2 separate regions of the Zea mays genome follow, and region 2 is linked to region 1. Evidence: chromatin contacts called from public Hi-C data. All regions are on one chromosome and are shown on one strand. Each heading gives the region's core, a stretch centred on a gene start, on an enhancer-like site or on the middle of the called end of the contact. The rest is flanking DNA. Distances are from core to core; before and after follow the strand shown. Region 1 holds the start of LOC100381618. Region 2 has its middle 36 kb from the start of LOC606407.

What was found. Hi-C and Micro-C count contacts between places; a contact is called where the count stands out from the background.
Region 2: a Hi-C map of bundle sheath shows a contact between it and region 1, with 3 times the contacts expected there. The contact joins the enhancer-like site here to the promoter of LOC100381618 in region 1. A contact is called at or near these places in 4 of 25 Hi-C or Micro-C datasets (bundle sheath, ear, endosperm and 1 more).

Annotation. Positions count from the first base shown.
Region 1 is chr2:140,090,506-140,095,201 of Zm-B73-REFERENCE-NAM-5.0, reverse strand. LOC100381618 reads right to left here and starts at 2,707. Exons shown (of 7, transcript NM_001361457.1): 1 at 2,316-2,707; 2 at 1,711-1,910; 3 at 1,545-1,604; 4 at 1-88. The coding sequence starts at 2,592.
Region 2 is chr2:140,191,960-140,196,404 of Zm-B73-REFERENCE-NAM-5.0, reverse strand. No RefSeq gene overlaps it. Among protein-coding and RNA genes, the nearest start is that of LOC606407, 36 kb to the right of the region's middle. Within about 2 kb of position 2,319, at least 18 of the 20 cell types and tissues checked have an H3K27ac peak or open chromatin away from gene starts, as enhancers often do. A contact at or near this core is called in bundle sheath, ear, endosperm and 1 more, where this site is marked.

The DNA.
Region 1 (4,696 bases), core at 1,458-3,957:
GTTGAAGGAACTCAGACAATGGAGGTGCTGAGGGGGCCACTTTGGCTGGAAATGCAATGTCTTCAGACACAATTTGTTCACTTGTATCCTGGATATTAGATCAGACAGTTAGCAATCATTTCCAGAAAATGGATCCAAAGCTGAAAGTCTATACGATAAAAAGTAAGAAAACAACAGCAATATAACTCGTGTAAACAACTTTAGACATGAAACAAACAGTAACACCTAAAACTATTGAAAATTAAAAAAAAAACTGACATACATGTTAAACTGTAAACCAATGCTATTAGCTAACTTGAGCATAGATGAATTTTACAAGTGGAATTGGATATTGGATATATATTGTCAGCTGAATAGCTGATCACATAGTTTGTGCTGATGCAATTTATAGTTGACTTGGTTACACAAAATTAAGGTCACAAAATTTGGTCATATGCAAAGGATAGCACATTTAAGTGTTGATATGCTCTGACTTCAACATACAAAATAAATGCAAGAACTGTGTTTAACTTGTGAAATACAACATTCATAGAAGCAGCCAAATGAATTCACATGTGCAAAAATGTTTGCTTTACACAAGCTGAAAATTACACACACCTACCATAAAAAATCTTTTGTTAAGCTAAGGAAAAAAAACTCTGGGGTAAACCACCCTAGGCTTTTTTTTAAAAAAATCATTTGTCAAACTAAGCAAACAAACAAATAGAATGTAAAAAACTCGATCTGTGGGGATATGACAACCCCAAGGTATTGCATCAAGAAGAAAATCTCAAGCAGGTCAAGAAAACACCCGAATCCCTACCTCACCCATAAACAAATAAATAGTATGTCATTTCAGATAAATTTAACTTAGCACAATAGAATCAGGAGCATAGAAAATAATATGTATCAAATAGAGGTTCGCACTTATTCTATGACTCTACGGACATGCACAATGTATTTTGACTGGCATGAAGTGCCCAAATAATAACAAATCTAGCAGTACAGCATGACAAATTTCATTTAGGCAACATAATTATTTTCAATCAAGTTTGGCACAAGGCAGGCATGCAGCATTCACAAGGCATGACAAAAATATGATGATATTCATAGGAATTAGGCAACTGCTGGATACAGTCAAATGGGATCATCAATGCAGTAAAAAACTAAGAAGAGAATGTTGATTGATCAGTAGCGATTAACAGGGCAGATCTACTTGAAGTGGCATGTAGGAAAATAAGACGTTATATATATTCATAGAACAAGCATACAAGGATTACTACAGTGGAGTAACTATAATCAACACATCAAAAACTGGAAAGAATTGAGGCAATTCGCGTTGCTGCCTTTGATTTTGCAACCTAGCAGATCCATTTTCTTAGATGCAAAGAAGATCATACATAACATACTAATACGAAAAAAATAAAAATAAAAACTACATCAGTTGCCACTTTGCAGTTTCAGGCTATGAAGTCAATAAACATGGATTGCAGCTCTAAAGATACTGATAAGCATTTCATAGAATGTTTCCAGTAGTCAGTAATACTGGTTTGCTGTGAACAAACCTGATGGGTCTCCATGTTCACTGAATCCCTGTGCCCAGGCAATAACTTGCTGCTTGGTTCCTGCGCATTTCATCAAACACTAAACCACAAAGAAACGGCACCGAGTGCCAAAACAACATAGAAACTTATTCTACGAGCATATAAACGAGAATTAGATAGTTGCTACCTTAACATATGGCTCCTCTTTGTCCTCCTCAGGCAGCGATGGCATATACATCAGATCGTCCATCTCAAATGCCTCACGAAGCGACAGCCAGAGCAGCTTATACTCCCTCTTAGAGGCCCCGAGCCGCAGCGTGTCACCGGTAGCGAGATCCACTGGCGTGTTGGGTGGGATCCGTCGCCCCGAAACCCATGTCCCGTGCACTGCATCAATGAAGACCCCCAGGAATGGGAAACGCCGAGTTAACTTCCACGTCATTTCAATCCAAAAACAGAAGACTGAGACACTACATCGTTTCAGTCGAAAATTAGAAGACTGCGACACTCTGTAGGAAATTTCGATGGGGGAAAAAATCTGATCCCAAATCCGCAATGATGAAGGCAGCATTGATCCCGTCTGGAGATGATCCAAGTCCAACAACGCATTGAAGTTCTAGTGAAATCCCTAAATAGAATACGCCACAGTTGAACGAGCACGAATCAATTGAAATGTAGACTAACAGGCCAGATCAGTCCGCGGGATCGGACCAATCCTGTTAGCGCCGCTATCACGAACACATTACGAGGATGCAGAGGAAGGGGAAAAGGTAACAGAGGCTGGCGTCTCACCGGAGTGGAGGTCGGTGACGGTGATGAGACTCTGTCGACGTCGGCACCGTAGCTCGAGGTGGAAGCGGCTGACGCTGGGGTGGTCGACGAGCACGTGGCAGTCGGGGTGCCGACCCACCATCACCGGCGGGTCCTCCTCATCACTCTCCACTTCTCTTCCGCCGGACCCGCACATCGCCTCCGGCGGTGGTGCGTTGAGGAAAATGTGCTTGAGCACGATGCCGCCCTTGGACACCGCAAACGCCGCGATCAAGGCGTCCCCGTCCGCCGCCGCCATGCCGTGGGGAATCTCTCTTCTCTCGGTGCGCGTGGCTGTGTGGCCGCTGCTGAGGTCAAGGAGACGTAGTGCAGACTGCGAATCTCTGCGAGTTTGAAGCCTTGGAGAAGAACGGGGAGGGGGATGTGTAGGGGGGATGAGCGCCGGCGAAGGAGACGTTGGAGGTGGCTATGAAACCGGGCGGCAGATTTGGATTTTGGAGTTGCAACGGTCAGAATTAGGACCAGCGTGTGCGGTGTGCCGCGTGAGTGGTGAGCGTCTCTCTCAAATGGGCCGCGAAAAGAACGGGCCTAATCGGTGTGGGTCGTAAATGTTGGGTCTCTTGCGTACTAGAGAGAAAGGACTGGGCTGGGCTATATTTCATATCGAGCGAGCTTTATTCAGACAGAGAGAGGCAGAGTGTGACGGAACCTCCAAAGTAATTAGGTTCACCTACAGCTGTACTTGTCCAATAGACATCAGACAACCCTGTAGATGTTCCTGAATCACTCGACAAGCTCGGTATCTTCTTTCTTACCTTTCCAGGAACGTTTCACCCGTCTTGCAGACATTACAGAACATCGGAGATATAGAAATGCGGAAGCGATTACATAAACTTACATTTATTTAGAAAGTAAGATCAAGTTACTTATTACAGACCAGAGTTATCGTATGAGTGCAGAGTAATATTATTACACATACCAAGGGAGGTAAAAACTCCTCCCGATAAGTTCTTATATAAAAGTTCTATATGGAGGATCCTTTCCTCCCGCACTTCATTCCTTGCGTTCTTCTTTTGGCACCATCTTAGAGCAGAAGCAACAAAAATTTGTCGCTTCCTCACCTAAAAACAACGGGGGAATAAACCCTGAGTATGGAATTACTCAGCAAGTCTTACCCGACTAAAGAAAAGACTCTCAAGGGTATGCTGGTTATAAGGGAGTCAAGGTAAGACTTTCAATAATCAAAGACTCTGTTTTGTAGAAATGATTACTAAAGTGGATCCTTAAAAATCCAGTTTTATTTGTCAGGTTAAGTAAAATTACCTGCAACTAGAGTTTTTTCTACCCTAGTTCAATCACTTGTCCTGCATTAGCCAATTTCTTAACAAACCATCATCTTTAGTGGATTGCTACGTGTAAGTCAGTGACCAAGTCTTCATAACCGCGAAGGTACGGCGATCCGAATCGATTATACTCAGCTGAGGATCTCCAATCACACGACATATGTAGCACTTAACCCTTGCATATGTCAACCCGCCACCGGGGTTCTTAAGACCAGATCAGGTTCACGCAAACTGAGAGCACAGATACACCACCGTCCAGCCTCTTGCCACGGAGGGTACACGCTACTCCCGCCACCGCTCCACGCCCATTTCGTGTTATCTTATTCTGGCCTTAGTCTGCCCGAGGCAAGGCTTACCCATGACGAGGCATGTGACCAGTTAAAGGGTCCTCGGTCATCAAGCCTACATCGACACGGTCCTTAATCGACTCAGACGGAGACACTACACCAAGACTCCTTTCTCGTGCAAGTCACCCGCCCGGTCTCAGCTTAATCATTTCAACCCAAAAACTTGGTACCTGGCAGAGGTACATCTTTTCCGATGTTGAACCCATCACGACCATGATGGATCCACCATCAAGTTTTATTTTTGAAAACAACCCTCCCACTTTGCCAATCATCTTTTGTAAAACAAATCCTTTTGTTTTTCTAAAGCAATACTAAGCATAGAAAAACCTTTTTGTAAAAACAGGGTTTCAAGGAAGGTAATGCAGGAATTGTTTAAGCATTCAACTCCTATCACCTAATGCATCAATCAAGTGAGAAAGATTTTAAAAACATCAAGGAAGGTGGCAAATGCACCAGAGCTTGCCTTCGTTAGTAGGTGAGTCAGGCTCGGACCCGCAGATATCGAAGTAGAAACAATTCCCGGCCTGATATTCCGAAGGTGGTGGTGTCTTCTCTTCGGTCACTTCGATTTCTTCTTCGTTTTCTAAATATAGCCATATAAGTATACTAGGTACGTGCCCGTGCGATGCCACGGAACGTGATTACAATAATGACGACAAAATCCGTGATTAAACATAGATACATAACAATATAAATACGTAATATTATTATA
Region 2 (4,445 bases), core at 1,070-3,569, 100 kb before region 1:
CAACTCGGTCATACCCAACAACTTGACCTACATATTAGGTTACATAACCTATCCAAACCATTCAGAAGCAAAACAACCAAACCAGACTCTGACTAACCTCATCTAATTCATAGCCATATACTAAACTAATGTGGTCTACTTAAACAGATTAGTGATACTGGTAGAAAAGATTAGACCCTATTAGCCTGGTATTAACTTAACTTAGTATATTAGACCAACTCAACCAAGAGCAAAAAGATCTAAATCAACCAATAGAGTCATGATGGATGGTATAATCTGTCTATCCCCACCTAACATCAAACAAACTTTTGACCTACATCATGTAGTCTATCTTATTCATAACTATCTTAACCATATTCCCCAACTCTGATAATATACACTAATGTCGAATCAGTAAGACCAAGAGCGGAGAAGAAATTATCAATATCGACAAGGAAGGATATAACAGTCAAAGCAAATCTCTAGATGAATCAAGACTTAAACATTTCGAACGAAGTCTTTTCCTTGCCATAATCTTTCTTACCTCAAACTTGCCCAGCTTATATTCTATATAATAAGTAGCTAGATACCTATGCTCTCCCAATCACCCACTATTGACCATAAAAAATGAGACTCTAAATTTTTGAACCAATTATAGATTAAAAACTGAATTACAAACCAAACCGTGTGTATCCCTTTTCTTACAAATCTCGAGGATGAGATTTCTGTTAGGGGGTAGGATTTATAAAGCCCTAAAATTTGTATAAGGTAAAAATAATAAAATAAATAAATACATGTATTTACATAAAAGTGTTTTGAGAATTACTTGATTTTCGTTTCTTTGTGCATATTCTTCCAAAGGATAATGAATAAAATTAATTTTGAACACAAATGGATCAAAATAATCTTGGGTGAATTATGCATTTGGATACATTCTCTAAAAAATATAATATATATATATAGTTGTAAATAATGCATTTCCTTAATAAGAGATTACATATTAAGAAATAATTTCTCTTAAAACAAATAAATATTCAGTTCGGAATAAACTTTCAATTTAACTACATATATAAATCATATTATGTTAACATAACAAACTTTGAGTTTGTGGATTTCCATAATTGAAAGCATTTGTTTAATGAATAAGATAAAGAAATAAATAAACAAATATACTTTTGTATTTTGCATTCTGGAGTTTTATTATGACTGAGCACATAAATTTGACCTAGATTTAAATTAAAAATTTAGTTTAATCTAGTTTGGAAAATAAAAAGAAAAGAAAATGGGCAGACTGGTTCTTGGGCTGAGTTACCTTCATTCCGGCCCATTTGCCATTTTCTGTCGCGTGGCCCACTTACTTCTCCACGCGCACCGGCGCCGACGTGTGGGCCGCCCCTGTCAGCCTCACATGATGTGCGTCTGCGTTTGCTCCAAGCCGATGGCAGGTGGACCCCGTCGTGTCAGATCCTCTCCCTCGGTCCAAGGAAACCGCACCTGGCGGCCCATGTTTCCCCCAGGCCAACCTTCTTTGCCTCGCGCGGACCGACTCCTCTGGGCCAAATAGTCGGCCCATTTCCCCGCTGACTGCACTGTCCACACCGGTGGAGCGTGCTGACGTGTGGGCCCGTGTGTGGGTCACCGCCATGTGGGGGCCATTTGTCAGCTCTTTCTTCTAGACCGGTCCGTTGGGATCTTCCGAGTCTACCGTAGCTCGTTCCCCTCCCGGCGATCCAACAAACCGCGCCCGAAATCCCTACCACCTCGGGCTATAAAACCTTGTGCCGCACTCCTCTCGTACCCCACGACCGATCCATCGCACCTAGAAAATGGAACACCAGGGGCTGCCATTGCTGGGAGCTCACTCCAAGAGGCGAAGCGAGAGCTGAGTGTCGTCGCATGCCAGTTCGGCCCACAACCACGAAAAGCTTGCGCTATGGCGTGGAGATAAGCCAATGGCCCCTGACGCGTGTGCGCGGGGTATTTCTGAGCACGGGGGTTCACTGGAACCGTGGGAATTGCTCGCCGGAGCAATTTTGGCATCCCAGATCCGCCCAACGCCGTAGGGAGCCTGTTTCTGCCGCCACTGCCGGTAAGAATCCTCTCTGGTATACTCACGTTGATCTCAACTGTGTGTAGGAATGGTCGACGATGGAGTCTGGGTGCCGGGCCAATGGATGGTCGTGGGCGGCAATGGCCCCGCCGGCTATGCTAGACATGCCATCGGCCGACGTTGGGGGGAAGAAGGAGGATGCGGGACCATTGGATCTTGGACGTACGACCAGGATTAAAGCGAGACATACCCCTTCACCTAATAAGATCTTAGTCGTAGGTATAGGATCAGACGGCCAGAGGCAGATCTTGGCGCCGTGATATCAGGGTCGTGGATCGTGTGATGGGGTTGCCCGGATCATATACCGGTTCGTTTTAAAATAAATCTAATCCTAGCGCTCTGTTATTGATCGGATGGCTGTTATCGGCGCGTACCCCTTCGCAGGCGTACTTTTTCATATGAACCCCTCAGTTTACTTAAAAACAACCAGCGGTCCAGTCCTGAGCCTTGAAACTATTTGCGTAGTAGACCCTGTGCTCTCTGGAATTCACAGCTGTAGTACAACCAGTTATTAATTAAGAGAAAACATAATCAAAATGAATTTCTTATATAAAAACAATTCCAGAATCTTGTTAAATCCATAAGAAATTCATATTAAGTTCGAATTGACCCATTTCAGTTTCTATAATTTTATAATATTATTGTTTGTCAACTAGTGTCTCTGGTTTGACATGAAAACTGTATTAAAATTAATCTCTTAATTAATTTTGTATCAAATACATAAAACCTTTGGAAATTTATAACGTCCCTATTTTAACTCCGTTTTGATTCATTCAAGTTACATTAGTCTCACAATAATATTTATTATCACTTGGTAACTTTGTTTTGTCATGAAATATAGGTTAAAATGTTGAACTTAGTATATTCTATATTTAACCACGTGGATCTTCGGAAAACCATAACTTCATAACCGTAACCCCGTATTTAGCGGTTCTCGAACCCACGATCTCGTAGCGACGCGTAGATTATTATTATGCAGTTTATTCTTATGTTTGGTGTGATGTTGATTTTTCCTATACCATATTTGTTTGTATTGCTACGACTAGCACGAGGTTACGAGCCACCTGAAGATCATCCTAGTACCTGGAATCTAAAGTCTCGGGCAAGTTGTGCCCTTGATCACTTTTTTTACCCAGTCATGTTCTTATTAATCATAACGATCTGCATAGGTTAATTTTGATGGGACACAATAGGTTACCCTAGTTTGACTATCTTTATACCTTGTTCACCACTGAATTTTTGGGTAGTACCTGTTATTGCTTTATATGGTTTTGGGTATAGATATACACACTATTCATTATCATACTTATATTATCAGTTGTTATTTATTGTTTATGATAAGATCATTATGTTAATTGGAACATGGAGCGACCACCCGGGAAAATAGTGCTACCACAAGGGTGGTATGGGACGCCCTTGGTTCACTAATTTGGAAAGCTAGTGGAAGACTACCTTACCCGAAAGGGGCAAGGGCAGTAGGGGAGTGGTCAGTGTAGGGAGGCCCATGGGTTGATTTTGCTACGATGGCGGTCAGGCAAGGGGTCCCTGCATTGGAGCTTCCTATAAACTGTAGCGGGTTTTCGAAAGCTAGTGGAACTTTTTAAAGGCCTCGTAGTGTTACCCTGCCTCGCCTCCTAGGTAGAGGTGTATGGGAGTCGCTATCCCTTGGCAGGTGGGTAACATGACTTGTGGGTAAAGATGTGCAACCTCTGCAGAGTGTAAAACTGGTATATCAGCCGTGCTCACGGTCATGAGCAGCTCGGACCCTCACATGATTAATTTATGGAACTAAATTCAAATTTGTCATATGCATTGCATCACAGGTGTTGTTAAAACTTTTGTTCTACTACTTAATTGGGTTGGTATTTACATATACTTAGTAACTGCTAATAAAATTTTGACCAACTTTAAAAGCAATGCTCAGCTTCAACCATCCTCTTTGGTAAGCCTTACACTTCACGTGAACTTACACCTTTGGCGAGTTCATGCACATTATTCCCCATAACTTGTTGAACGATGAACGTATGTAAGCTCACTCTTGGTGTCTTACACCCCCCCCCCCACAGGTCAAGGATAGGTGCCGCAGGATGAGGCGCATGGAGGATGCTGTGATGAGTTCGTGAGAGGTCTAGGCCGTCATCTCCCATTCAACTTTGGGTTGCTGGATCATGTCTTCATATGATGTATTTATTTATTTATTTTGTACATAACTCCTATTATATAGTAAAGATGTGACATCCGTTTCTGTACCACTATTCATCATATGTGTGAGACTTGGTCCTAGCACACCTGGTGTTTATTTCGCGGCCGGGTTTTGGACCCCTAAAACCCGAGTGTGACACCTGGTCCAACTCCT